5 separate regions of the Mus musculus genome follow, and all the other regions are linked to region 1. The links are chromatin contacts, called in public Hi-C, HiChIP or PLAC-seq and promoter capture Hi-C maps. All regions are on one chromosome and are shown on one strand. The core of a region is the stretch at or near the end of the contact, and the rest is flanking DNA. Distances in the headings are between cores, read along the strand shown. Region 1 overlaps Usp40 (ubiquitin specific peptidase 40). Region 2 overlaps Atg16l1 (autophagy related 16-like 1 (S. cerevisiae)). Region 3 overlaps Ugt1a10 (UDP glycosyltransferase 1 family, polypeptide A10). Region 4 holds the start of Ugt1a6b (UDP glucuronosyltransferase 1 family, polypeptide A6B). Region 5 overlaps Sag (S-antigen, retina and pineal gland (arrestin)).

Evidence for each region. Hi-C and Micro-C count contacts between places; a contact is called where the count stands out from the background. HiChIP or PLAC-seq counts read pairs in DNA pulled down with a chosen protein or histone mark. Capture Hi-C pulls out chosen DNA fragments and counts their contacts.
Region 2: a contact with region 1 is called in a promoter capture Hi-C map of adipose tissue. The contact joins two enhancer-like sites. A contact is called at or near these places in 7 of 39 promoter capture datasets (the C10 cell line, the HPC-7 cell line, cranial neural crest and 4 more), 1 of 15 datasets of contacts at CTCF or cohesin (large pre-B cells), 5 of 484 Hi-C or Micro-C datasets (bone marrow-derived macrophages, cortical neurons, double positive thymocytes and 2 more), 2 of 115 datasets of contacts at active chromatin or transcription factors (double positive thymocytes and extraembryonic endoderm stem cells) and 3 of 9 other capture datasets (adipose tissue, liver and pancreatic islet).
Region 3: a contact with region 1 is called in a Hi-C map of bone marrow-derived macrophages, with 19 read pairs. The contact joins two enhancer-like sites. A contact is called at or near these places in 1 of 39 promoter capture datasets (liver), 1 of 484 Hi-C or Micro-C datasets (bone marrow-derived macrophages), 1 of 115 datasets of contacts at active chromatin or transcription factors (intestinal villus epithelium) and 1 of 9 other capture datasets (macrophages).
Region 4: an H3K27ac HiChIP or PLAC-seq map of the HPC-7 cell line shows a contact between it and region 1, with 8 times the contacts expected there. The contact joins the promoter of Ugt1a6b here to the enhancer-like site in region 1. A contact is called at or near these places in 3 of 39 promoter capture datasets (liver, macrophages and neutrophils), 4 of 484 Hi-C or Micro-C datasets (the G1E-ER4 cell line, embryonic fibroblasts and embryonic stem cells), 2 of 115 datasets of contacts at active chromatin or transcription factors (the HPC-7 cell line and extraembryonic endoderm stem cells) and 2 of 9 other capture datasets (liver and macrophages).
Region 5: a contact with region 1 is called in an H3K27ac HiChIP or PLAC-seq map of microglia, with 4 times the contacts expected there. The contact joins two enhancer-like sites. A contact is called at or near these places in 1 of 15 datasets of contacts at CTCF or cohesin (large pre-B cells), 10 of 484 Hi-C or Micro-C datasets (8-cell embryo, embryonic stem cells and nephron progenitors), 2 of 115 datasets of contacts at active chromatin or transcription factors (large pre-B cells and microglia) and 4 of 9 other capture datasets (adipose tissue, embryonic stem cells, liver and 1 more).

Annotation. Positions count from the first base shown.
Region 1 is chr1:87,958,333-87,962,687 of GRCm38.p6, forward strand. Usp40 (ubiquitin specific peptidase 40) reads right to left here. Exons shown (of 32, transcript NM_001198573.1): 23 at 4,092-4,156; 24 at 1,457-1,531. Among named protein-coding and RNA genes, the nearest start is that of Usp40, 48 kb to the right of the region's middle. Within about 2 kb of position 2,564, at least 104 of the 459 cell types and tissues checked have an H3K27ac peak or open chromatin away from gene starts, as enhancers often do. A contact at or near this core is called in the G1E-ER4 cell line, the HPC-7 cell line, adipose tissue and 5 more, where this site is marked.
Region 2 is chr1:87,771,563-87,775,917 of GRCm38.p6, forward strand. It overlaps Atg16l1 (autophagy related 16-like 1 (S. cerevisiae)), which reads left to right. Exons shown (of 18, transcript NM_029846.4): 7 at 2,583-2,669; 8 at 3,251-3,307; 9 at 4,195-4,297. Among named protein-coding and RNA genes, the nearest start is that of Atg16l1, 18 kb to the left of the region's middle. Within about 2 kb of position 1,924, at least 19 of the 459 cell types and tissues checked have an H3K27ac peak or open chromatin away from gene starts, as enhancers often do. A contact at or near this core is called in adipose tissue, where this site is marked.
Region 3 is chr1:88,124,784-88,129,138 of GRCm38.p6, forward strand. All of the region lies in intron 1 of Ugt1a10 (UDP glycosyltransferase 1 family, polypeptide A10), which reads left to right. All of the region lies in intron 1 of Ugt1a9 (UDP glucuronosyltransferase 1 family, polypeptide A9), which reads left to right. The region is part of intron 1 of Ugt1a8 (UDP glucuronosyltransferase 1 family, polypeptide A8); the gene reads left to right. All of the region lies in intron 1 of Ugt1a7c (UDP glucuronosyltransferase 1 family, polypeptide A7C), which reads left to right. It also overlaps Ugt1a6b and the pseudogene Gm15372. Among named protein-coding and RNA genes, the nearest start is that of Ugt1a6a, 7.8 kb to the right of the region's middle. Within about 2 kb of position 2,093, at least 8 of the 459 cell types and tissues checked have an H3K27ac peak or open chromatin away from gene starts, as enhancers often do. A contact at or near this core is called in bone marrow-derived macrophages, where this site is marked.
Region 4 is chr1:88,100,938-88,105,292 of GRCm38.p6, forward strand. It overlaps Ugt1a6b (UDP glucuronosyltransferase 1 family, polypeptide A6B), which reads left to right and starts at 2,320. Exons shown (of 6, transcript NM_201410.3): 1 at 2,320-2,441. All of the region lies in intron 1 of Ugt1a10 (UDP glycosyltransferase 1 family, polypeptide A10), which reads left to right. The region is part of intron 1 of Ugt1a9 (UDP glucuronosyltransferase 1 family, polypeptide A9); the gene reads left to right. The region is part of intron 1 of Ugt1a8 (UDP glucuronosyltransferase 1 family, polypeptide A8); the gene reads left to right. It also overlaps Ugt1a7c.
Region 5 is chr1:87,826,340-87,830,694 of GRCm38.p6, forward strand. Sag (S-antigen, retina and pineal gland (arrestin)) reads left to right here. Exons shown (of 16, transcript NM_009118.2): 10 at 2,058-2,130. Among named protein-coding and RNA genes, the nearest start is that of Dgkd, 25 kb to the right of the region's middle. Within about 2 kb of position 2,097, at least 155 of the 459 cell types and tissues checked have an H3K27ac peak or open chromatin away from gene starts, as enhancers often do. A contact at or near this core is called in adipose tissue and microglia, where this site is marked.

The sequences.
Region 1 (4,355 bases), core at 1,314-3,813:
GCACAAGGGAGCCATGGCTACGACTCTTGCTTTTCATTTGAGAGCTTTATCATCTGACCAACAGCTTCCTATACTGCCTGAATTTCTAATACGTGAATGTCATTTATCTGAAGATTGGAATTGGAAACATTTTGCTTTATCATTTTGCCTTTTTGAATTAAAAACGAATAAAGAAAAGCAGTGATGTGGAACGCTTGTTAAAAAAAAAAGCATCACAACAGGCTGGGCAGAGGCTCAGGATAAGGTGCTTGCTGCAAGTCTGACTTGAGTTTGGACGCTAGCGCCTATGCAGACAGACAAGCCACCCCTGACAAGCTGACTGGCCAGCCTAGCTGAATTGACCAGCTTCAAGTTCAATGAGAGATGATGCCTCAGTATATACAGTGAAAAGGATAATAACTGACATCAACTGTAGGCTTCAATATGCATGTGAACACACATGTCCCCCACATGTGTCCACAAACATACAAACACTCCCCAATGTGCATCACATGCACACGCATGCACGCACGCACGCGCACACACACACGGACACACAAGGACATAGTAAAATGAGCCCTTTCACTTTCTAAGAGGACTGTCATTTGGAATGTGTCAGGAAAACACACAATACAGACTAAAAAGGTCTTTTAAAAACATATTTACCTTTTAATAATCCTACTTTAGAGAATTTAAGTACTAAATTCTAATTATGGATCAGTATTTTTTAGGCAAAAAGATAAAACAAAATGTTAGCATTGACAGCAGCCCACAATTGTAACTCCAGTTTCAGGAGATCTGGCGCTCTCTTCTAGCCTCTGTGAGTAATAGGCACACACATGGTATCCAGCCATACATACAGGCAAATACCCATACACAAAAAATAAATAAAATAAACATTTTAAAAAAACAAAAACTAAAAACAAGATGAATTTATAATACTGAAAATATAAGAAATTAAAGAGCAGTAAATTATTAGTTTTGATGTAATGGTAATTTCTGGACTTCTGATGGGGTTAAAATATTAAATATAAAGCCTGGTATGGTGGACCCTTTTTAAGCCCAGCACTCAGGAGGCAGAGGCGGGTGGATTTCTTTGGGTTCAAGGCCAGCCTGGTCTATTCAGCAAGTTCCAGGCCAGCCAAGAGTATATAGTGAAAACCCGTCTCAAAAATAAGTTAAATATAAAAATGGAAGACATAACATTCTCTATATCACTGATTTTAAATATAATTTTAATTTAATCACATATATATATATATAATATATAATGATTTTAATTATATTTTACGTATAGCTATTTTAATTTTATTTAGAAATTAGGAAGGAAATCTGCTTGACTGATAAGCTTTTTTGCAAAGCTGTCTATTTTTTTTTTTTTTGTAATGACTGCCTATATTTTCTCATTCCCTATTATCATAGTAATCAGAAAACAGTAACTTACTTACAAAACGGCCATTTAGAAACAGTATCTTACCGGAGGAGGAAGTTTCCCTTCAGTTAAAAGCAAAGTATCCCCAGAACGTATCATAAGCTCTTTCAGTGTTGCATCCTGGGAACACAGAAATTCTTTTTGTCACTTCTGAAATGAACAAAGAGACCATTGGATCTTTAAAAGTTTTATACTTCTATTATCTTCTCAAGAGATAAACAACCAAGCAGACACTGAAGACAAAGGAGATAAAACTAAGACTATGAATCAGAATACCATTATGTCTTAAGCTATGGGCACAGAACAGAAGAGCCACAAAGGATCTGAGGAAAGAGACAACAATTTGTGGAATGTAAGATGTCAGTGATTCTTGGAAAAAATGGCTGGGTTTGGAAACTAGAGGAAATAAGATAAAGAACTTTGTCAGGGGATAGGAGTTGGGGGTGGAGATAAAAAGAGGAACAAAGGGAAAGTCAGGGCTGACAACAGTCAAGAGCTGAGAGGCAGGAAGGCCCGAGTGCACAGCATCGGGTGGCAGGCAGCTGGACGTGAAGCACGGCAGAGAGTGAGCACTGCCTGGGGTGCAGGACAGAAATGACCACTGAAGATGGTTTGGGCTATGTATGAGGGGCTATGTGGGGACCACTTGCCAGGCCAGGAAAGCTGAGAAGTAATTTAGTTCAGAGGAAACAGCTCTCAAGGTCAAGCAGTGCGTGGTACTCTGGCAGTAGAAAGGGGCAAGGAGAGTAGAAAGGCCAGGACCAAATCTAAGAAAGACAAAGAAGAGACTGCCAAGTTTGAAAGGGACTTCAGCTTTGAAAACTATGAGCTTTGAGATGAACTGTCTAATACTGATTTGGGGACTGATTATGAAGAAAATACCCAGGCATGGTGGTGGATGCCTGTAATCCCAGCACTTGAAAGGCAGAGACAGGAGGGAGGAAGTCTGAGGCCAGCATCAGTTTGTTGTAATAGCCTGTCTCTGGAAAAACAGACAGTTGTGGGGCAAGTTGTGTCACCAGACAAAAATTGGAATGGTTGAGCAGATTCAGAAATCCTTACTTCTCGTATCTGAGAATGGTATACACGCCATTTACTCTCAAACCTGGCTACTGTACTGGAACATGTGACCGTGACACCGCACATGAGGATTGTGACCACTAGTCACTTAGCACAGAACAGAGTTCTCCATGCTAATGAGTTATCTAGATGGGCCAGCCAATAAGCTTCCCCTCCCAGACACCCCCTTTAATCTCTGGCCCACCCTGACTAAGTCATAGGGACCAATTTTCCAAGATGAACAATGAATAAACAGTTTGGAAAAAGACTGCCTCTCTCATCAAGAACTGCTGTGGGGGAAGCCTTCATCATACAGAACCATGCTGCTTAAGTCTCCTGCAGAAGGCTCCTTCTGCCCTTCGGACACAAAACTCACCCCTGAGCTAAGCTGGAGTTTTCCCCACTCCCATGGCCAGCCTGGGTGGCCCCCTCATTCCCAACTCTATATGGTTCCTAGTGGTGACTGGACACTGGGAGTTTGTGAAACCCTGCCTTCTTCACCTCAGCCTGTGCTGTTTCTCACTTGGGCCCCACATCTTAAGCTGCCTTCTGCCTTCTGCTTCCCCCAATGTAGCCTAGTTCCCTCCTGTTTTGTCTGCCGGAGTGGTATTTACAGACCCCAACTGTGGGGTAGAACTCGGACCCACAGACTACTAAGAGGCTACCTAATTTTAACACCTCAGAATTCTCTGAGACCTGCTTCTTACTCTCTTGGGTGCTCAGTGGACTTTACTGACTGGTAAAGTGTCTCAGTGCAAGCCCAGTTGTGCCTTTTTAAAAACATAAACCACTGCTGATCCCTAGACAGACAGGGGGAAGGCACACAGGGCCAGTGTGCTGACTCCAAGACAGCAGGAATGTAGGCGGGGAAGAGTGCTGACCACAGCTATCTAAGATGCCAGAGCTTCATTTGGCTACCTGCTGAGTGTAGATAAGGAGGTCTGATGCAATTTAAGACCAACCAACAGACTACATGGATTCCAACTGCTTAGACAGAATCTTTCCTGCTGCTGGACCATGTAGAGACATTTACTTACAGAAACATTTGTGATCAAAGTATTTGGAGGTTGGAGTTCAAATGTCTTCAAAAGCTTTCCGGCATCCTTGTGCCATCTGCTCTCTGAAATTCTCTGCTTGTTGAACTACTACTCAAGCTTTCCTGCCCACCAGAGGGGTTTGCCACTCATGTCAGACTGTTCCTACCTAGCCCACACTTGCCATTTATCAGAAAACCAGTGGGAAAAAGTGAACATAAATAGACACATTTATAGAGTTTTTTTGTATGCTAAGAAAGAATAAAACTTTTCTTTATTTTAGAATTGCTCCTACAATGGGAAGAGGGAATTGTGTATGAAACTATGGAATAAGCTTAACCATTTTTTAAGAGTAAAATGTAGAAGGGATGGGCTGGCAAGATGGCTCAGTGGGTAGGGGAGCTTGCTACCAAGCCAGGAGAACTTGGACCCACAACATAAAGGCAGAATGAGAGAACTGACTGCATGAAGTTGTCCTTTAGACACCACATGCCTGCTAGGCACATGTGGCATGTTCCCCCTCCCCATCACACACACAATATAGTAATAAGGTAAAATATTTGGAAAACGTAGAGAAAGGCTCTTACCTCTTCACATAAAGGTTCACCAGCTTCATAGCACCAATCCATTTTCCTTAAGTGCCAAATCTCTCCTAGGAAGGAATTAGCAGCAAGATGAAGAACACTAGAGAAGACACTATAAGAGTTTGCCAGGAACCAACTCCTAGAGACACAGGTATGAAGTGAGGCTCCATCTAGTAGCACACGGTCATTTCTGTCTGAAAATTATGTCCTCCACAATATGAAAAATATTAAGTTGGTTCTTCAATCTGTTTAGTTTGCTTTTTTCCC
Region 2 (4,355 bases), core at 674-3,173, 190 kb before region 1:
GGGATTGGAACTACAGCCACAGCTCAAAGTTAAAATATTAAAGGCAGAAAAGAAAAATATATTATCACCACTGAACAGGCAGTCAGCACATGGCCATTTCAGTTAATTTCACTCTGGTGGCTTCTTGCTGCACTTAGAAATAATGTACTGAACATGGTCTTTGACAGTATTTAAAATCAGTTACTTGGGATAAAATTTTAAAGTAATATGTGTTGGCTTAGGACTTTTGGATATTTCCCCAAATTACTTTCTAAGAAATTTTCCTTGTTGACAGCAGTCAGCTGTTCATGACTAACTTCCTGCACACAGAGCCGCCTTACGGTTTCTGTGGACACTCGGATCATTGGCCTTTCTCTTATCAGATGATTACATGATCATGTAATCTGTGCTGTGCTATCAGTCTCTTACTCTCTTGGTCTGTCACCTTAGTGGAAGTTTGTCCAGTTTTTTTAAGCATAAGTGAGGTCAGTGATCTCTGCAAAAAGAAATGAAATTGAATCAGCTCTCCCTAGTCCACCTGCTAATGAAGATGGAGAGCCTGGCACTGGAAGGTCTGTTAAGTGGTGGGTGTTTCAGTAATCGTCCTCTCTGCTCTGATTCAGGATGGGTTTTCTGCTGGAATATCTTAGCTTCAGACCTACTGTTACGTAAACGTGTATTGGCTCCTGGGCTGAGAGGTCTCAGCAGTTTAAAATGCTTGTTCTTGCTGAGTGCCCACATGGTGGCTCACAGCCATCTCTCTATCTCCAGCTATAAGACCCAGTGCCCTCTTCTGACCTCCTACATACATACATGCAGGCTAAACATACATAAGTAAACTTACATTTTTAAAAAATAGAATTTTTATTGCTTTCTTTTAAGTGAAGAGGAGTGGTTTAAACCCGAGCTGTCCACCCATACACCCCCTCCTTGAAGAAATGAAAGTTGTTCTGCTAAACCTTTGCTCTAGAAGGAGAGAACATGAATGTGTGTGTCTCCTGACCTCAATGGAGAAAACTGGTCTTGGTGTATTTTTTCATACCCACAAAGTAAATAAATGGGTTGCTCTTGCGCGTGCTCGATTGGCCAGGAAGAACAACGCTGCAACAGGATCCTTCTGCACACATTTATTGGGAGAGCTTGATTGTAGAGGCGAAAAGACCCCGAGCCCAGAACTGGTGCTGCTTTTATAGGCCTAGGAGAGGCGTGTCTTACACCCGGATTGGTTATGTACTACGCCTCATTTGCATGTTCCTCATCTGATTGGCTACTCTCTCTCAGTACCTCACAGAACCTCATTATCATACCTCATTTGCATGTCTCACATCTGATTGGTTACTCTCTCAGTAGCTTACAGAACCTCATTATCATACCTCATTTGCATGTCTCACATCTGATTGGTTATACTCTCAGTACCTTACAGAACCTCATTATCATGCCCGGGCCAGGCAGTGTCTTTGCAAAAAACTTTACTGCATATGTACACATTGGTTGTTTGTCCAAACTTATGCGTGGTGGCCAGCAGTAGTCAGTGCCACTCTGCAACGGCACATGTGGCTTCCCACAGGTTGCCTAAAAATGAGATTTGGTTACTTTAAAAAGAAAAACAAGAAAAAAAGGTAGTGTCATGTCTTGCCTCTTGTTTGCCAATGTAACCAGGTGACTAGATGAAAAGGATCCAGCATCCTGCCCAGGACTCCACATAGAGAGCTTGTGCTGAAATGCAAATCTGGGAGGGCCTGCTAAAGAGGCTTCCCTAGTCTGTGTGCTCCTCAGGGCTGTGCCAGTGTGGGTTGGAAACATGCACGTTTTGGGCTAGAGGTGATGACTTGGCAGGTCCTGGTATTTTCTGGGGTGTTGAAACCCCATCAGAGCATGACTGTAGACTCAGCTCCTCTTGCCGTCTTTCTCCTTTGACTCTCAAACTCTAGGTCTAGGAAAGCCAGCCAAGTAGGAAACCAGGCACAGCCATGTTCTTTATTCTCTTCTCTACCCCAGCCAAGAGTGTGAGGCAGTTCTGTGTAATCCTAGAGTAAATAAGGGAAAAATCAATTTACTTGGCCTTGGTGTAACAGGTTCTTAAGTATATATGCTCATTATCCAGACAGTCACTGAAAGGAAAAACAAATCTAGCCTTCACATTCCTAAGCCTCCAAACAGGAAGTGGTGGTGATCTCTTAATTTATTAAGCTATTTTGCTCATGAAGATTGCAACACAAGTGATCATTAATATCAAAATAATTGCTTGCCTCCCATACCATCAGGAAAGAATTGACCTACAAGAATATGTAGGGAGAGGAATTCCAGAGGTGCCTGGCATCCGCTGGGATAAAGGAGCATGGGTATCACAGGAAGTGTGCAGACTCTAGCCATCAGAAGCACACACGTTTAGGTTTTGCTTTGGGAAATTCTTTATTCTCATTTGGCACTGTTGGTTTTGAGTAGGTACAACCGTTAGTTTCTCACATCGTGGAGTTCCCTTTTCTTCTTCACCATCACTTTGCAACCAAGTCTCCAGAGAGAATCCATCAATAGAATGTGGTACTGGCCTTTGCACACCTCCTGTTTGGCACAATGACAGATGCTCTTTCATTTCTTTCCAGGGATGATGACATTGAAGTCATTGTGGATGAGACCTCAGACCACACAGAAGAGACCTCTCCCGTCCGAGCTGTCAGCAGAGCAGCTACGTGAGTGGACTGGCTGGGTGGGCGAAAGGCAAGCGCCAGCATCACTGTGACTGCTCATTTGTGGACATGAGAACCTAGTCATATGTACCCAGAGCCCCCACGCCCTGTCCACCCCACAGAGAGGAGAGTGGAAGGGAGACAGGGTACCAGTGGCCTAACATTTCTAACACAAACAGGTACAATGGCCTTCTGAGAGATGAGTGAACCGTTAAACTTTATTATACATAGTGATGAGAGCCTAGGACACAAGGACAGATACTTAGGGTCTTGTTAAAGTAGAGCTGAAAGAATGCATTGGATTTACCATGAGTACCCAGAAGTGTTTAGGTATGTTAGACAGATTCCTTGTCATTTGCAGGAAGATCAGGTTAATCCTGAGAGCCTTTTGTTTCTTTAAGACAGTAGGCTGGGTTTTCCTTCTCCCTCCTTACTATTTCCTGGTGGTTCAAATGCTGTGTTGAGTTTGTCTTGGCTGGGATTTGGGAATGGAAAGTGTATTCCCAGGTACTTATTTTTAGGGGCTGTTTTGATTTGGGGCAAAATGTTTCTAAGGTTTAAACCTATCCTCCCCTCCTCTTTAGTAAGCGACTCTCGCAGCCTGCTGGAGGCCTTCTGGATTCTATCACTAATATCTTTGGGTAGGTTAGAAGACCTTCACCTTTCCTTTTGAAAATGTGTAAATATTCCTAAGCATATGTATGTGATGTATTATTTTTAATGTACACCAGAATTTCAGTGGTTCCAAGAACAAGGATGCCTTAATTCAGCTTGTCGTTTAGCTTCTTCCTCTTTCTGCAACTTCCTTTCTTTTTATCTTGCTGCGAGCTGATCTATGGCCTTTCCCTTTAGTCTGTCCGAATCTCCCCTTTTGGGACATCATTCTTCTGATGCTGCCAGGTGAAAATATTACCCTCTCAGCCCAGCATGTGAGTGTGGGTTATTGATAATCGTGCTGATCACGCTGTGCTGCCCGCAATCATCGATGTCCACATGCTAACCAGGATGCTTTGCATGCTCCTAGGAATGAATGCTGGAGCCCTGGAGCTGGGCAGTCAGGTTGGGCTCCATGCAGTCATTGCGCTCTTGATGCTCTTCTCTTAGCATGCCTTTGACTTTGCCTTGACCACAGTGTAAAAACTGAGGGTGGTTGTAAATAGGCATGGAAATCGTAAGCGTAAAACAGTATTTCAAAGTGCCAGGAGTTCGCCTCTAAGCTAGCTAGTGTGTTAGGTCGAGACGGTTTTCCCACAGTTGACTGACAGGGAAGCAGCTTTCATTTGAGACTGCTTCAGTGCTGGGTTTTGGAGCCCATGAGTTAGCAAACAAGAAGTAAGGTATGGCTAACTCTTTCTTGTCATTTGAGTGAGATGGTATGAACCCTGAATTTTGGAGGGTCTAGAAAGACAACAGCTATTAGCACGGGCACACTGCTTAAACGAGGTCATCATTGAGGCTTTTCTGGCAATCTCATGGATACTGATCCTGTGCAGTTTTGTATAATGTCTGCCTTTGTGTTATTCCTTAGGAGACGCTCTGTCTCTTCCATCCCAGTCCCCCAGGATATCATGGACACTCATCCTGCTTCTGGTAAAGATGTGAGAGTCCCAACTACTGCCTCGTATGTCTTCGTAAGTATGCTTTGTACTCAGTCCCCTCTGAGTCTGGGATGGTAGCAGGATCTGGAAC
Region 3 (4,355 bases), core at 843-3,342, 170 kb after region 1:
TTTGTGTGTAAAATGTTTACAGTACTTTATCAAGCAAAATAATCTATTCATTAAACAGTATAGTTTTCAAAAATGTTACTCCAATTACAATATTGCTTAATATTTAAAATAATCAAAATAATAACAAACTTTCCTCATCCTCATGACCAGTTAAAATAATTTGTGGAGCTTGAGATATGATTCAGTGGTTGAGACTATCTCTCACTTTTCAAAAGACCCAGGATTAATTCCCAGGAACTCCATCACAGCTCTAAAGTAACTCCAGCCCACAGATTTCTTCTGATCCCCACGGGCACTGCATGCATGTGGAGCACATACATACATGGACCAAAACTACTGACATAAATAATAAGCAATAATTTTCAGAGAACACACAAAATAATCTTTGATGTGCCTGTCTCAAAAATATCAAGTAGACTTTATTATTCAAAAGTACTTGCAAATATGCGAGGCAGTGATGGTGCATGGCTTCAATCCCAGGACTCAGGAGGTAGAGGCATGCAGATCTGTGTACACTCAAGGACAGCCTTGTCTCCAGAGCGAGTTCTAGAACAGCCAGGGTTACACAGAGAAACTCCATCTCAAACCACCAAAGGAAAATTAACAAGAACAACAAAAACATTGCAGATGAATAAAAATATCACATAGTGAAGTTAACCAGACCCAGTGTCTATGCAGCTCAAGGGTCTTCTGTCTACTTAGAGCAACTCTTCTGAACCATGCTGTGCTGAGAGTCAAAGGCTTTGCTGTAGGTGAGTATTTGTCTCACATTCTTGTGTATTTGGTGAATGAGAGATTTCCAACCAGTTGATGGGAAAGGGAGACAGTGGTATTTCTGAATATTAGCAACTCCAGTGTCAGGACTTTCAAATTCAAGTGTTGTTCTCCTGTCCTGGCAAAATGAGGCAGGAGATGGGAGTGATTACACAAATGCAAGCAGAACCCACAAGATCTACAAGATGTTGTGCCCAGCACCAGGAAGAGTACACTAAACAGAAGTAAAAATAGCTTCAGAGTGGATGTGGAGGCCAGGCAGTAATGGAGGCCTGGAGGGAAATTAAAATGATACATCCCCGTGTAGACCTGTCTAATAGTTTCTTAGCAGTGAGTACTAGAACTTCCTCCTGAGCTAGCAGCCTTAATCCCAGTTGAAGGACTTGAGATCAATTACTGAGAGGACCCTGCATGTGGTGCTGATGGCAGCACTGTTCAAAGTAGCCACAAGGTGGAAGCAACCCTGCAGATGCTGAAGTGCCATGGGAGACAGAGCCATTGCTCTGTGGAGAAGGTCCCTGGGCTACTGAGGGCATCACCGGAGAGCTCTCTCTGCTTCTTCATAGAGAATGTCTGCCTATGGCTTCCAGTGACTCAGAGGGGATTTTGTAAGGAGGTTGATGTCACCTTCCTTCCCGTCCCTGGATTGGTCTGTGAAGATGGTTGTCAGCCTAGCGTCAGCAAGGCAGATGAAAGAGTGTTTGAAAATGGAACAAGAATCCCACTGTGTGCACAGAGACAGCAGCCCTGCTCTCTGGCAGAGTTGATTCTCTGTGTCTTGGGAAGAGGGGCATCTTCAGGACCCTTCCCTTGAAGCTTGAAAGCAGAGGCCATAAATCCCTTTGGAACACAGTCTGGTAACCTGCAGAAAGTGTCCAGATTTTGCTTTGAGACCAATCCTAGAAATATAAGCTTCTTTGAAACTTGCTTCCTTTTGTATAATTGGACTCCTTAGGGTCTAGTATATTTCCTCATAACAATTTCTAAGCTCACATTGTTTGATTATGCTCATGAAGAAGCTCTCAAAAACAAGTATATTTGTTTTCTTAATAATTCTTGCTCATTTATTAACATTCTCCCAAGTCAATCAGTGTCTAGGACTGTTTGAGGGTACATGCACTCCTGAGTGGGTAGATATTTCTTTCCACTACACATCCTCTGCTGTGTTAGGCGAGCACAGATCTCAGCAGCTGGATTGCCATGGGCTGTGCTTCTCTCATGGCTCCTGCAGCCTTTCCAACCTCCCTTCCTCTCTGTCTGGTCCTGGCCTCTGACTTTGCCCAGGCAGGCAGGCTGCTGGTGGTGCCCTTGGATGGGAGGTAGTGGTTCACCATGCAGATGGTTGTGGAGAAACTAATTCACAGAGGGCATGAGGTGGTGGTAGTCATCCCAGAGGTGAGTTGGCAGCTGGGCAAATCCCTAAATTGTACAATGAAAACATATGCAGTCTCTCAGACTCTCAAGGATTTTAACCGGGTGTTTACTGAATCTCAATGGAAAATCCAAGAAGAGGGAACACTTCTCTACTGAAGAGTCCAGCCAAAGGTTTCTTTGAACTCTTATTTTCACACTGTAGGAGTTTGTTTAACGTCAAGAAGTTAGTGGAGTACTTTAAGCAGACTTCTTTTAATGTTGTGTTTTTTGATCCTTTTAATGTCTTTGGTTTAATTGTAGTCAAGTCTTTCTCTCTCCCATCCGTGGTCTTAAGCAGAGGAATATTTTGTTAATATCTTGAAGATGGCACCCAGTGTCACAGTCCTCCCTCTTTTGTCCACAGAGCTCTCTTGAAATACACAGACACCATGATTTTCAAGGAGAAAAATAAGTGACCTTTAAATGGGGGAGCATGCATTTTGTCATACTTTTTTCAAAAGTGCTGCAGATATTGCCTGTGGCGTTCTCCAGACACGAGTGAGTATGACAGACCTCTTCAGCCCAGTGTCCTTTTGGTTGTTAGGCAGAGACTTTGTCTTGGAGTTCCCCAGACCCATGATGCCCAATGTGATCTATGTTGGTGGGATCAACTGCCACCAGGGAAAGCCACTTTCCAAGGTACACCATCTTCCCTTTAGCACATGATGAGGTAGACTTTGGATGATGAAGTTATTCCTTGCTGGATGGTGGTTTGGCATTTATGTTCTTTTTCAGTTCTTTTGATGGATTACTTTTAACCATTCACACTTAACTGTGCGTTTGTGCAGCTGATAAATCTTGCCTATGGATGTGTGTATACCGCTGACATTCTCATTTATAATCACCAGCCGGAGTTGCTTTTGGCAAAAGAGTGAGAGACACAGTAAGAAATGAAGGGTCACTTTGCTTATTCTTGTCCTCTCCCTCTTTCTGTGGAGCTGCTTCAGTCTGTGACATCTGCTTCCTTAGCTAGTTGGGCCATTTGCATTTCCTCCATGGGAAATTACACACTCACATCTTTAATCAAAGTTAGCAACGACCCTGTCTCATCGGGGATAGTAACACTCAGACTTTCATGTATGTGCAGCATGCTTTTTAGGGCTTTTTGTTTGTTGGTTGGTTCCTTGTTGATTCTTTTCTGGCTGTTTTCTTTTGATCTACATGGTTTTTATTTGTGGGAGTCTAAATTGGTTAACTTGCCTTTTGCTTTGAATGGCAGCTTTTTCTTACAATTTTTAGATTTCAACGTGTTTTGCTTTCTGTGGATCTCAACTATATGAATGGTTTCATCACTTATGCTGTGTGGGTGTTTAAATTCCTATAACGGTGATTATATATTTTGTTCACTTTTTTTTACTTTTTCAAACAGAATAGAATTACATCATGACTCCCCTCCTATCTTCTCTCCTACCCTACCTGTGTTTTCCCACTCTCAATCTGATAGCCTCTTCTCCTTTGATAATTATTGTTACATATGTGTGTGTGTTTCACAAAAGTGCAGGTATAGGCTGCTGAGTCTGTTTTTGTTGTTTGTGTGTATTTGGTATCAGGGCTGAACACTTGGTATTGGACAGTCAATAAAGGACTTGTGCCTAGGAGAGGCCAACTCTCCCAGTAGCCTGTAGTTCTTTGCCTAGGGGTGAGACCCTGAGAAAATTTTCCGCCTTCCACACTGGCATAGCCATTGTTAGTGCCATTGTTCTGGTTTCATTTTTGCAGAGACAGGGTCACCACAGACTTCCTGGTGTTCTGACTGTTACTGCCTTTGTTACCCCTCTTCCCCAGTGGGCAGGAGCTGTGATGTGGATGTACCCATCCCAGAAGAGTTTTTCACTGTCTATGGCAAGCCCGTGCATGGTGTTGGGAAAGGAAAACATCTGTGCTAATTATCTCCCCTGCCCAGTGCCTTGGAAGCAGAGGCCACCCATCCTTTGTGAGCAAAGGGTCTGGTTGTCTGAAGAGGCTTGTTCCCACTTTGCTTTGAGACCAGTTTTAGAAATGCAAAGGTGTTTGTTTGTTTGTTTGTTTGTTAATTCACTTTCTGCTGTTTTTGGAATCCTTGGTGTCTCACACATTTCTTCACAATGGTTTGTAAATTGCCCTATGGCACATTGCCCATCTCCATCCAGTGTTAATAGTTTAAGCTTTTCTTATATGTAAACATATAA
Region 4 (4,355 bases), core at 1,070-3,569, 140 kb after region 1:
CATGCTCATGTCAAAATACTCATTCACCAGGCACTACACTCACTGGGGCTGCTCACACTCCCTACGTTTCAAGTTTCTTGTAAACATTGGGGGTCCAAACTCAGGTTCTAAATTTGCATGGATTGTTTAAGTAACTTGATGACTTGAGTTGAGTATATCTTTATGTGCCTATAATTATACTCATGTTTGTTTAAACATTAAAAGAACTGTTGGTTTCATCACCAACTTGATACAACCCAGACTCACCTGGATTATCTACTTTGGGTTGGCCTATGGCAGTGTCCATCCGTAGCAGATGGTTCTGCTTGCTGCAATTGATGTAGATCCCACTTGAGAGCGAGAAGCATCATTCCCTGCTTTGGGTCCCTGGACAGCATATGATTAGAGAAAGCTAGCTAAGTCCTAATCATGCACACGTTTATTTTTCTCTGCCCTTGCTTGATGATCTTCTGTCTGCTGTTTCAGGTTCTGCCATCTTACCTTCTCCATAAGGATGGACTAGAATCTGGACTTGCAAGTAAAATAAGCCTGTGTCCGATAAGCTTCTGTTTATCAGAGTATTTTACCACAGCAGCAGAAACAAAACCAGGGAAATTCATGGATTTGGTTTTGCCTTTTTTGTGTTCTGTATTCAGATTTTTTAAGTCTGAAATTGTTCTGTAGGTCTTCTGTCATCTTGTAGGTCCTGGGCCTCTAATTCCTGGGCTTAGGTATCTGAAGGATCTGGAAGGGTGAGTTCTTGAGAAGGGAATTACTCTTCATGGCTGACCTTTCCAGATAGCCCTCAGCTTCTGGAATGAAACTGTCCCCTGTCAACTTTCAGACCTCCTTCCTACTCCAGATGCTAGCTGTTCTTCATTCAATTTGGGGAGCGGCATTATTACCCATACAGGGTGGTTCTATCCCAAGATCTATGCCTTCATTCCACTGGTGTGTGCCCCAAGCCCCATTTGTTGTTCTTCAGAAATCCCTAGGTTAAAGCTGACCTTCCCCTGTATAGGTAGGAAAAATGTAATGCAAGACACCCTGAGCCTGTATCCTCGCCCTTGACTGGACTGAGTCTCCTGCAGCAGTTCTTTAGGGATAAAACATAGAAGTGCCAGGCATGCCACATTCCCTTTTCTGGTGCCCGGTACAGAAACACTCCTGACACCTGCACACCCCTCTCTCTGTGTGTGTGTGTGCGCGCACACACACACACACACACACACACACACACACACACACCAGTCTAAGAAGCAGTAGAGTCAAATCTCATGAACAAAGCTTGCAAGGCACCCTCTGGTGATGCTCTGACAGAACCTTGCTGTCCTCTCCTGCCCTCTTCCTAATTTCAACCTATGACCCCATGGACTTGCTGGAAATAATGAGCCTACCCCTGTCAGTACCCAGGTGAACCTGATGGTTTTCCTAGGAAGGGCCCTGACCTCGGTAAATTGTGTGTCTGTCATAAAGAATCCGAGGCTACATTTCCTCTTGCTTCCCCCAATCCATGCCAGCTTGCTTAAATACATTCTCCAGAAATCTTTTGCTCAGCTGCTCAGCAAGGACATAGGTACAGTGTGCTTCCTTTGTGAGCCTCTGAGGAGTGGTTTCTCATTGCTGTGAGCCAGGTTGGCAGCATCCTCTCTTGTCTCTTTTCATTCTGAGTCAAAAACCCTGATGATGTCCCAGAAGCCAGAGATCTCAAACTGGACCAGTGCCTCAGTGCAATGAACATTTACAAGTGAAGATGTGTGGACAGAGAGACATACTCTGGGATACACTGTGACAGCATTACAGCTTCTACCATGAGATATTTTCTATGCTTTTTGTTTTTGTTTTGCCTGCTTGTTCATGTGTTAAAGGCAAATGGCAGATATGACGGGGATGGTTGATGAGTGGGACTGGGGAGCACAATATGAAACCCACAAAGAATCAACTAAAAGTAAACAAACTAAAAAATAAATAAACATCAACACCCTATCCCCACACTGCTGATGCTCCACTCCAGCTTGGACTGAGTGGAGTCTATTTAAGCCTTAAAGAAAGAACTTTCATCTTGGCTATGTTCCTGCTTGCCTTTTGGGGTGGCCCCTTCAGTCTTGCTTTCCTGAGTCTCAGCTCACTGTGGTGCCAAGATTAAGGCAAGCCCTGGCATGTAGGCTCAAATGTGCATATATGTGACAAGGTCTAGGTGAGCCAGTTTTTTGATGCAAAGAACAACTTCTCCCTGGGCAGCCTGATTTCAACATCCATAACTCCCTGGCCCGCCCTCAGCAGTGATTAACAAACAGAACAAATGTAACCCTCCCTCTTTGGTGGTGGTTAGGAAACCCAGAATTCAGATGCTGGCTGATGGTGGCTGACTGGAAACCGACTTCCAGATTTCTTACTCTTGCTCAAGGGCCCTCATCACGTGCTACCTAGAGGCACAGGTCTCTAACCTTACTATCTGACAGGCAAGTAACAGATTATGTGTGGTGAGAGAGTAATACAGAATTTGAAAGATAAGGGCTTTTGTCTTCCTGTGCAGAGCTTCCCAAATGCCTGTTGATTTCATGAGGGGTGGGAGGGAAACCTGTGCTGTTTGTTTGTGATAAGCTGTTGTACTGTTTTCTTAAAGCTTATGCTTAAGGGGCAACTTTTGGAAAGTTTGTAAGGATGGGGTCTGGAACCAGCTTTGAGATTAGAGGGAAGGGCAGAGAAAGGGATTGAAGTTAGGGTTGATTACTGATCAACGGTAATTTAATCAATCAGCCCATCCCCTGTATTTCATGATGCGGCCCCTATGAAAGCACAGAGGGATTGGGTTGGGGAGCTGCCAGGTTGCTGAAGGTGTGGAGGATAGGTTGCACCAAGAACACAGAGCGGCCATGTCTCTCCCCCAAGCTCTTGGCATTTCTCCACTGCTGTCTTGTTGCACTATGGGTGCTGCTGCTATAATGAACCTCTGACTGAGTGATTTAGTTCTCTGAGTGGTTTGAGCAGAGCTGCTCTGAGGCTGAGTAAAAGAGCCTCTGGTCTGTAGCCAACTCTGCTAAGTGGTTGACTTGACTCATACATGCCTGGTAACACAAGAGCTGTGTGAGTGAAAGTGTGCAGAAGGAAAGGGTCGTTGGTTTTTCCCTTATACACATGTGGAAGGGTCAGCAACCAGCTCCTCCCTCAAAAGGGAGCTGGTTCTGTGCTTGTCTTTCCTGGAGTGACCTTTTACTATTTCATTGAAAATGAGGCACAAGGATAAAATGGACAGGCAGTCCCAATGCAAGTTCACTCACATACAATCTGGTACTCGGAACCTCCTGTATGCTGGACACTGATCTGCATGCTGCAGACTCAATAGAGAGGAACACTGGGTGTGGTAGGGTGGGACATTAGAACACTGATTGGCCACACCTGCACATGCTACTGGTAGTTGGGAGAGAGGCATAAATATACAGAAGGTGAGGATAGCAAGGAAGGGAAGGAGGCCCAGGGCCACATTCTGGGCTGCTGGACCATGGGCTCACTAGGGAAGGTGTCACGGATGGGACACTAGCAGCACTTTAAAGGAAGCAGGTGATCAGAGCTGACATCGTATTTATTATGCATATCATCTAGGGGGAGCTTCTTAGGGATTCTATGGCTATAAAGAGACACCATGACCACAGCAACTTGTAGAAAGGAAAACAGGCAATTGGGGCTGGCTTACATTTGAGAGCTTTAGTCCATTATGGTCGGGGGGTGGGGGGGTGGGAAGCATGGCATCAGGCAGGCAGACATGGTACTGGAGAAAAAGCCAGGAATTCTACATCTGGATTGGCAGGCAGCAGGGAGGGGGAGACACATTGGGCCTTGGCTGGAGCCCCTGAAACCTCAAAGGCCACCACCAGTGACACCTTTCCTCCAACAAGGCCACATCTACTCCAAGGCCATGCCTCCTAACTTTTTAAATAGTGCTACTTCCTATTAGCCCACAGGGGCCATTTTCATTTAAACCACCAAAGGGAGGGCTTGAAAGCTGCAGCCCTCTGCTCACATCAGCCCTGAGCTCTGCCTTCCCTGGAACATGCTTATCATATGTGCTCCAGGTCGCTCTCACTCTCCAGAGTTCTGTCATTTCAGAGAGAGCAATGCTATGCATCAATAAGAAAGGCTTGGGCCATAGGTGGGAAAGTTTATTTGATATCAAACAAGGAGATTCAAAATAAATTCTTGGAGCCCAGTGGCATTTGGAGCCCATTTTAGAACATGAACACAGTTTTCTGCTAGCAATACCAAAATGGTCACTTGCTTTTCTGAGCACATCTTCCTCCAAGGGTGCTGTGGAATTTCTGGAAAGTTCAGGCTATGTGGCATTGCAACAGAACAAACTGTAATGCAAATTAGGGATT
Region 5 (4,355 bases), core at 847-3,346, 130 kb before region 1:
TGGGTTCATTCTTCAGTGTATACATATGTGCGTACACGAGTGTGCACATATGTACAAAATAGGGTTTACCCCATGCCAACCAGTTGGTTGTATAGCCCAGTTATCTGCTATCGTTTGAATGTGCTCACTGTATGTTCAAGGGTTTGAAATTTGATCTCCACATTCACATGTTAATGATATTTGCAGGTAAAACTTTGGGAAGTAGCTAAGGTCAGATGGGGTTCTGAGGAAGGGCCTATAATGACACTATAATGACATGAAGTAAAGAGACTTAAATTAGCCATTAAATGTCTCTGCCATTTGAGGTCCTTGGCTATTATGATCAAACAGGAAGGCCCTTATCAGAGGCCAACACCACTTGGGAGTTCCAGCTTCCAGAGCCAGGGGCTAATTAAACCTCTGTGTATTATTCAGCTATAGCAGTGTCAGACATACGTTCCACTTTCCCTGCACGTCCACTGAAGATGAAAGTCAGGAATTGTGTGCATGTATATTAGAGAATCTATGGTTTTTTTTCCTTTTTGTGATTATGAATATTAATCCAGCCTTGTTTTATGTTGGTTTAATTCTCTATGGGCCTGAGTTATTCAGCATATTGTATGCAGTGCCAATGGCTTCCTTGATTGGTGTAGTAGAGTCTATCTGCCCCTTCAGGCTGCTATGGCAAAAACACCATAAACTAGGTGGCTCACACACACTGAGATGTGGGCCTCAAACGTGTGCTCCTCCTACTGCTGCCTCCCTAGTAGTGAGTTGCAGGTGTGTGCCGCTATGGCCAGCTGACAGCACACAGGAAAGTTCAGGATCAGGGCATTGGCAGATTCATCTGACAAGCAGCTCATCCAACAAGCTCCTGGAACCTCCTTGTTAAGGCCACGGAATCCACTCATGAGTGTGCTGTCCCCACAACTCCATCACTTCCCAGAAAGCCCTTCTCTTCACAGTGAATGCTCACTTGGGCTACTGGGATGAGCTGGCAAAAATGCCAGCTTCCCAGCCTGGTGCCATGACTTTGATCTCTGGAACTCATGTAGGGGAAGGAGAGAATGACTTTCCCACAAGTTGTCCTCTGACCTCCCAACAAGTCCTTGACATGTTCGTGGCCTCCTCCAGTGATGCAAATTTTAAAAATAATGTCACCCTGGGGTTGTAATTTCAATTTTGAAAGAACAGAAGCAAACTTTCAGAAACAGCTGCAAAATTGATCATGTATCATTGCATACTTGTATTTGAAATTACTTCTCGGGGCTGGAGAGATGGCTCAGTGGTTAAGAGCACTGGCTACTCTTCTAGAGATCCTGAGTTCAAATACCAGCAACCACATGGTGACTCATAACCATTTCTAATGAGACCAGATGCCCTCTTCTGGTATTTCTGAAGACAGCTACAGTGTACTTATTTATAGTAATAAATAAATCTTTGGGCTGGAATGAGTGGGGCCAGAGTGAGCAGAGGTCCTGAATTCAATTCCCAGCAACCACATGATGGCTCACAACCATCTGTACAACTACAGTGTACTCATATACATAAAATAAATAAATAAAATTTAAAAACAATTTACTTCTCAGCAAAGTGTGTTGGTGCATACTTGTAACCTAGCACTTGGGAGCCTGAGGCAGAGTTGTGAGTTCTAGGCCAGCTTGGGTTACACAGGAAAGCCTTTTTCAAAATAAAAAAAAAATATTTCTCAAAATATATTGGAAAATAATACCAATGACCTTGAAACGGTGAAATTTTCTGAAACAAAACATTAGTAGTTTTCTATAAGTTGGGTACTGTGATGGGAACTTGAAATTGTTTCTCTTAATCCTCAAGCTTGATTTTAAGAGATTATGGGTTTGGAGGAGAGAAGGGTGCTTCCTGGAGCCGAATCTCAGAGCCCGGTGTTTTGGTAACGCAGAGTGAGTCACTGGTATACAGAAATGGCCTGCAACCAGACCTTGAAAAATTGCAGCTTGAAGCCGAGGGCTGAGAAAGCCAGAGTCAAATGGTCCTGTGTGTCTCCTTGAAGGCACGAGGGGCTGCCCTGACCACCCCCTCCTGTCTTCCCTTTGCAGTGGAACAGATAGCCAATGTGGTTCTCTACTCAAGTGACTATTACGTCAAGCCTGTAGCCTCGGAGGAAACACAGTAAGTAGCAGGTGTCTTTCCACTTCCTGGGCGGCAGCCCGCTTTGTCAGCTTCCTCTTCTGAAGAGGGAACTTTGCCTTTTCTGAAAAGAAAGCCTTTGCTTTCTTCCCCCTTTCTCCCATCAAGAGCTATGAAGCAAGGCAGGCTAGGCTATGTGTTTATTTTGCCTCTGGGTCCATCTCTTAGGCTGGGAGAACAGTCTTTATAAACAAGGGACCGGAGGAGAGAAATCTAGAGAGTAAGGTCACTATGGGAACAAGAAGGGCTCTGTGTATCCTTGGAATGTGTTGACAGGAATGAGATGCTCGTCCTGCCCCCAGAAGATGACTAAATGAGCTATTAGCCCAGGCTAGGGCTATGATATGTATGTGTGTGTATATATATATATCTATATCTATCTATATATATATATGCGTATATCTATATATGCATATATCTATATATACATATATATATATATATATATATATACACACACACACACACACACACACGTGTGTGTGTGTGTGTCTGCATGCATGTTTCATTCTCTCTGTCTGTCTGTCTGTCTCCCCCCCAGCTTGACTGTCATGGAAGGGGGCCCTCGGGCTAGAATGATAGCCTTTACTGTAGCAGAATTTGCAGGAAGATTACACCAGATGTGTGTGTGTGTGTGTGTGTGTGTGTGTGTGTGTGTGTGTGTGTGTGTGTATCTCTATACCATTTCCTGTTTCTCATTCAAAACTCTGTGTGCTTTTTGGACCAAATGATCCTCGGGAGAATGGACACCATTCTAGGATTTCCCGGGGGTCGGGGGTGGGCAGAGCAGTCTAGAAATGGGGCCATATCATGTTAGCTTTTTCATTGTTTAGGCACAGGCACGTATCTGAGAAAACAAACTGTCACAGAAATATCTGTTTCCATTCACAGTTTCTATTGATCACAGCAGGGTGGGCGTGGCAGAGCAGAACAGCTCAGGAAACAAGGAATGCAGGCATTAGCAGGATACCCCTGCTCCCCCTTTGATGACAGCCAGGTTTCTAGCCTCTGCAATGGTGGCTCTTGTATCCAGGGCAGCCTTCCCTCTGGGCTAATCTTCTCTGGAAATGTTCTCACAGACACATCCTGAGTTGTTTTCTCTCATCTCCAAGGCCCTTCTCAAAACCATCCCATTACGACTAAATCACATTGGTCTCAATGTAGAAGCCACTCAGAAGGCTGCAAGAGCCCAGCACTGTTCCAGACACATCCAGCAACCAGGGCTCTGGTGGGCAGGGTTCCTCAAACCGGGTCAAACATCCGTTGTAAGCTGCTGCTGACCATGCAGTATGAGATCCTAATGGCCCTGAACACAGCTGTGGGCCTGGCTTCCGCAGGTTCTACTACAGTACAGCCTAGCCCAAAGGCCCTCTTCTGCTAGAGGAGAGAGAGAGAGAGAGAGAGAGAGAGAGAGAGAGAGAGAGAGAGAGAGAGAGAACACCACAACCCAGGTGGTAGGATGTGGCCACCCCTAGCTCAAGCAAAACTTTGCAAGAGTTTCCTGAACTCACTAGAGGCAGGAGAAGCAGAAGCTGCTTTAAACTCCCGGGGGTTGGGGTGCAAACAGGGGCGTCCTTCCCATGGGAGACAGTTCACATGTCCAGATGTCTGGGAACTCATTCAGGAAGTGGTCCTGATGCTGGCTCCCAGCCAGCATTGTTGCAAGCCATACTCTACCTTCTGCCTGCAGCCCAGGCCTGGTTGCTAGGATGTGCACTGCAGAATGAATTGTCCAGCCCAGATACCACTCTGGAATCCCAGGAGTGCTGTGTCTCTAGCCAGGTCCCAGAATTGACCCTCAGAGTGGGGTTCCTTCTGTCTTTCACTCATAGGAAACCCCACAGCCCTCTGCAGGAACCCCAGTAAAGAAAGAGGGGAGCCAAGCTGGGCAGTGATGTTGAATACCTTTAATCTCAGCAGAGGCAGGCAGATCTCTGTGAGTTCAAGGCCAGCTTGGTCTACAGAGTAAGTTCCAAAACAGCCAGGGCTACACAGAGAGAGGAGAGAGGAGAGAGGAGAGAGGAGAGAGGAGAGAGGAGAGAGGAGAGAGGAGAGAGGAGAGAGGAGAGAAGGAGAGAGAGGGGAGAGAGGGGAGAGAGGGGAGAGAGGGGAGAGAGGGGAGACAGGGGAGAGAGGGAGAGAGGGGAGAGAGGGGAGAGAGGGGAGAGGAGGGGAGAAGAGGGGAAGAGAGAGAGAGAGAGAGAGAG